Linked DNA regions of Oncorhynchus mykiss: region 2 is linked to region 1. The links are chromatin contacts, called in public Hi-C maps. All regions are on one chromosome and are shown on one strand. Each heading gives the region's core, a stretch centred on a gene start, on an enhancer-like site or on the middle of the called end of the contact. The rest is flanking DNA. Distances are from core to core; before and after follow the strand shown.

Region 1 (2,788 bases), core at 79-2,578:
GGATTACATGTCGGAGTAGAGGACCTTGTGCATTTCAGGTAAAATAACAACCCAATGTTTGTATCCCAGGACAAATTAGCTAGCAAGAGCTAGCTAGCTAATTTGTCCTGGGATATAAACATTGGGTTGTTATTAGCAACAGCTAGCTAAATTGCCATAAATGTTTGCTTTTTGACTGGTCCCCAAATTAATATATTTGGTTCAGAATTTGTTTTGATATTTCAACCTGCTGTCCTGGTAGTGTTTGGTGTGCGTGGACAAAAACAACATGCGTGCAATGGCGAGCACGCTGTCTGGTCAGCATGCGAGTTTGGTCTTCCAACACGAAGCTTGGGGTTGCTAGGTGATTTGTGACGCAACTGCAAGCACTCTATGGTTCCGTTCGAATCCCCCACTTTTCCTGAGAGATTACATATCAGTAGGTGGCAGCATAGAGACCATGAGAGATGACTGCTCAGAGATTATGTCGCAGCTGGACCCCTCGGTTGAAGGGGACCCGGCAGAGGCTACCAACCAGCAAACAATCTTACCAACGACAGTATATCTGGTCACCCAAATTAGTTTTCTAACCCAGACAGTACAGTGAAAGGACTGAATGAGTTGATATTTAATTTAATCTGATTGGCATAGTAGGTTTGATCGTATGCTATATGCTATAAACTGGTAACGTTAGTCAGCCTACAAAACTTCAACACCAAATGTAACAATTTAATATGGCGTTCCACAGACGATGTAAGAATATACCTGAAGTTCCGATTTCCATTCATGAGGTCTCTGTCCGGATACTCCCCGGCTCCCAATGGTCAAATATCGGCGCAGCTCCTGTTCGCACGACGCTATTTAGTCAGCGCTGTAGCTCTAGTGTTGGAGATTTTCCACCCGAAGACTCTCAAGCCGACACCCCGGCTTCTGTTGCTGATGTGGACACGGGCCGCTTGCGGTGTCCACTTAACCAGAGGTCCTCCCAAATTTCCCCAGTTGTTGTCAACCCGCACAAGTTAAACGACGTATCCCATTATGATCGTTGGAGTATTAATTGTTTCCAGCAGACAAATCTATTTATTTTCAAAGACAAGTCTCTGAAAATATTTCACGGAGACTCAACAGACGGCGCCTATTCCTGAACGGCTTTAATGCTACCTGATGACGTTTTGCCTCGTCATCAGTTGCCAGGATAATAACAATTACTTGACATTTGTTCTTCGAACGATAAACGTGAACACTTTGCCGCTCTTTTGGTGTTGTTCTGCCGGCAAATTTGTGTTTCACACCCCGGTACGTTCTCGGTACTACCGCTGTGAAGCAGACAAGAATAATGAAGTACTTTCCGGGTCATGGTTTTTGGAATCCTTCAGAATAAGAGTCCTTTCTATACTTTGAAAATTAACAAATATATTTGTGTATTTATATATATTTTTTAACTAGGCAAGTCAGTTAAGAACAAATTATTATTTACAATGACGGCCTACCCTGGCCAAACCCTAACCCCGATCATGGCTGTTTGTGATACAGCCTGGAATTGAACCAGTGTCTGTAGTGATGCCCCTAGCACTGAGATGCAGTGTCTTAGACCGCTGCGCCACTCAGGAGCCCTTTCACAAATCAGACTGTTGAATAAACTTAATTGAATGTACTTTACCTGTTGTCTCCAGATTTTGTCTTTATGTAGAGGAGGTAATATGAGACGAAATATCCACAGGGAAGTGTTATTACAATGCGAGCGTTGCAAAATAAATGTAGAAATCTATATTATTCAGTTATTGCGCCAACGAGCGCCTGCGTTGCCAAGGGCTAAAATAGAAGTCAGTTCTATTTCTGACGCAGATCACACTGCAAGTCCTGCCTCTCCCATCTCCTCATTGGTTTACCCATGTGGGTGACTGAAGACAAACGAGATCAGTGACGGTAATGCACCTAATTTATGAAAGTTGCCAATCACAATATAAAGTCAAGAGAAGAAAAAACCTGGAAGGAGGGAGAGATGACTAGAAACGATTCAGTTGACCGTTTTATGTGTGGATTAATTGGTGGAGTAGAAAACCCTGTGCATTTCAGGTAAAATAACAACTCAATGTTTATATCCCAGGACAAATTAGTTAACAACAGCAAGCTAGCTAACAAAATTTCCATAAATGTTGAATGCTTTTCGACCTGTTCCCAAATTAATATATTTGGTTCAGTGTCGTGATCGCATTTGGGGTGGGGGGACGAAATACATTTATGCACGATGGCGCATGCGCGCAGCCAGTTTGGGTTCCTTGTTAGCTTGATTTTCAGTAAACTAGTATGTACATTGTGTGTATTTCCTTTATTAATTTTTTTCAATACTGGTGCAATTCGCATGTGACATACACTAGCACAATATCGCAGAGCCTAACCGAACAACAGCTGATTGCGAGGAAACATCACAGATAGAACATAAGACATATTTCAGTGGATGTATAAATGTGAAGCATCTGATTAGTGTTTCCACTCACTACTAATATGGTAGTCAGAGGAAGCCCACTGGCCAGCAGTGGGAGAAGATGGAACGAGATGGATTTTGGCCAACATTGCAAATTTGAAACATTTGATCTCAATAGTTCTGTTCCCAAAACTAGAATATGTAATGAACAGAGTGGACTAAGTTTTGTAGACTTTACCCTTTGCTAAAGTTTTTAAAAAGTGCGTTATTTAGTAGGAGTGCAAAGACAAATTGAGTTAAAGCACTCGCGCACTTCATTGAGTAGGCGTTTCCTAACGGAAATATGCAGATGATGCTACAACACGCCAATAGGATCACGCTAGC
Region 2 (2,700 bases), core at 159-2,658, 740 kb before region 1:
ATATAGTAAGACAACTGCTGGACACAGTACATAGTGTTATGGTTTCACAGAACTAGGATAAGACACGAGGCTTTAAGCCACTAGGATAAAGATAACCACTATTATTTTATTAATTGAACCTTTATTTAACTAGGTGTAACGGATGTGAAATAGCTAGCTAGTTAGCGGTGGTGCGCACTAAATAGCGTTTCAATCGGTGACGTCACTTGCTCTGAGACCTTGAAGTAGTAGTTCCCACTATTCCCGGTAGGCTGTCATTGAGAATAAGAATTTGTTCTTAGCTGATCTGCATATGTAACGGATGTGAAATAGCTAGCTAGTTAGCGGTGGTGCGCACTAAATAGCGTTTCAATCGGTGACGTCACTTGCTCTGAGACCTTGAAGTAGTAGTTCCCCCTATACAAACCATGTCTGTATGGACGGGAGCATTGTCATACTTAAACATAAAATAAAATAAAATGTATTTACATAGCCCTTCTTACATCAGCTGATATATCAAAGTGCTGTACAGAAACCCAGCCTAAAACCCCAAACAGCAAGCAATGCAGGTGTAGAAGCACTGTGAGACCTACTTCAAGGTCTCAGAGCAAGTGACGTCACCGATTGAAACGCTATTTAGTGCGCACCACCGCTAACTAGCTAGCTATTTCACATCCGGTACATATGCAGATCAGTTAAGAACAAATTCTTATTCTCAATGACAGCCTACCGGGGAATAGTGGGTTAACTGCCTTGTTCAGGGGCAGAACTGCAGATTTGTTTTACCTTGTCAGCTCAGGGATTCAATCCAGCAACCTTTGTTACTGGCCCAACGTTCTAACCACTAGGGTTCCTTCAGCCCCACCACTAGGGCCATATAATCATCCAGGAATACATCTCAAGAAAACTGGAAAGACATTTAAACTGTGATAGGATCTGTAAGAACCAAGAAACACCTTTAAGCACAGAACCACTCATATACTAACATAGCATTTTTTCAATGTGCTCCACCTTACAATATTATTTATCTTATGTAAAGTTGTCATTCTCTTTAGTGCACTATGACTATGCAAAACTGCAAAAAAAATATTGATTTCTTATCATACACAGCGTTTAAACAACAGATGTTTATTTTGAAGGCAAATCGGAAAACCGGAAGTTTTAATGTTGCTGCCATGACGCTAATAAAGACCAACGAAGCAAGCAGTCCCTACACATAAACCTTCCGGTGAAGAACACGAAAGCGCGAAGGTTCTGCCTTCGAGAGTGTTGAACCACGCATGGTTGTTTGCATTCGTTTTTTATCAGTCATGATCCATTAATGGTGTCTAAAACTCAACAGACACTTTTTTATTTATTTATAAGTGAATTATTTTCATAATTTTTCTCGTCCTGCAAGATTTCAATTTCCCATACCTCCCTATATGTCCGTCCGTAAAATATTCCGACTGATTCATACAGGAAGCACATTAAGTTGCGTTCAGTTCAGCTCCTATATATTTCATCTGAAACATATTGTCAATTTATCAATAATTCTGAAACATGGCTGTATCGAATTATTCATTGAAGGTCAACAGACAGCTTTTGGATCCCAGCTTTGAGAGTTACAGACTGTCTCTGGAGCCCATACCAATTTACAACGTAGAGCTAGATGCTGGTGAGAAACTGCCCGCCACGTCGCATTATCTTTAGAGCATGCTAATATTGCCATTATTTTTTGATTTAGCTAGAGGGCTGCTAACTTTTGAAGAAAGCTTGGCGTGAGTGAGATTTGCTATGTGAATTTAATTTCCCCTAACACAACCCATGTTTTAAATGTCATTTCCTGCAATTCTATTTATTCTTACATGGCTTAAGCCTAAAACCAGGGTGGAAAAAAAAATAATCACAGGTCAGGAGTGTTCAGGGTGCTTTCAACATTAAATGAACACTCAAAATTGGATGACTTTGTTACTTAGCGATTTTTGGGGGGGATGAAATTTGCTAATAAAGTATGCTAATATTATTTCAATTGTTTTGTGGTTTTACACTTCAGGCAGTAATTAAATACTAAAAACGGTGGGAAGATTGGAAGCAGAGATTGATCCCTGTTCTTATGCAACACGTGTCAGGGAGTGTTACCAATACACCAAGGCTCTGCACAGGAAACATTCATGTTTAATGGCAGTGGGTAACCAAATCATAGATTGCAGTTGACTTTTCTATATACTGCTTTCAAGATAAGGACACAAACATTTTGTAATTTGGGTGAACTCTCTTGAAGAAAGGTCTCTAAGAAAATCCTGCTTGCTCTCCAGGAGGGTTGGCCACCACCCCTGATCTATGTTTCCCAAGTGCGGGGTGATTGAAATGTTTTTCTTATTACAATTAATTTCTCAAAATCACCAAACCTTGAAGAAAAATCTGATGAATTTGGGTGGTTTATAGCTACTGGGTGAAGATCCTTGACATCATCTTACTCTACCTAGACACAATATTATGCTTTATGCGTTGCCTAGAATGTGCACAATAGTAAAATGTCAAATTATATTTGATTCTTGGAGCATTTACTATCCAATGCTTATTTGTATGACTTGTTCATGAATACCTGCAAAAATACATGGCGCCATAATTAATTTCCAAAGACACAAGTAGGCATATGAGATTTCTAATATGTGATTACACTGGCAAAATTGGGAAGAAGTGGAATAATAAAACACGTGTGGAGAATAACAGCAGTGT

The links. Hi-C and Micro-C count contacts between places; a contact is called where the count stands out from the background.
Region 2: a contact with region 1 is called in a Hi-C map of liver, with 15 times the contacts expected there. The contact joins the promoter of nudcd1 here to the promoter of LOC110530849 in region 1. A contact is called at or near these places in 2 of 3 Hi-C or Micro-C datasets (blood and liver).

The regions. Positions count from the first base shown.
Region 1 is chr32:40,932,651-40,935,438 of USDA_OmykA_1.1, reverse strand. It overlaps LOC110530849 (protein argonaute-3), which reads right to left and starts at 1,328. Exons shown (of 19, transcript XM_036971834.1): 1 at 745-1,328. The coding sequence starts at 763.
Region 2 is chr32:41,674,395-41,677,094 of USDA_OmykA_1.1, reverse strand. nudcd1 (nudC domain-containing protein 1) reads left to right here and starts at 1,408. Exons shown (of 10, transcript XM_036970846.1): 1 at 1,408-1,636. The coding sequence starts at 1,522.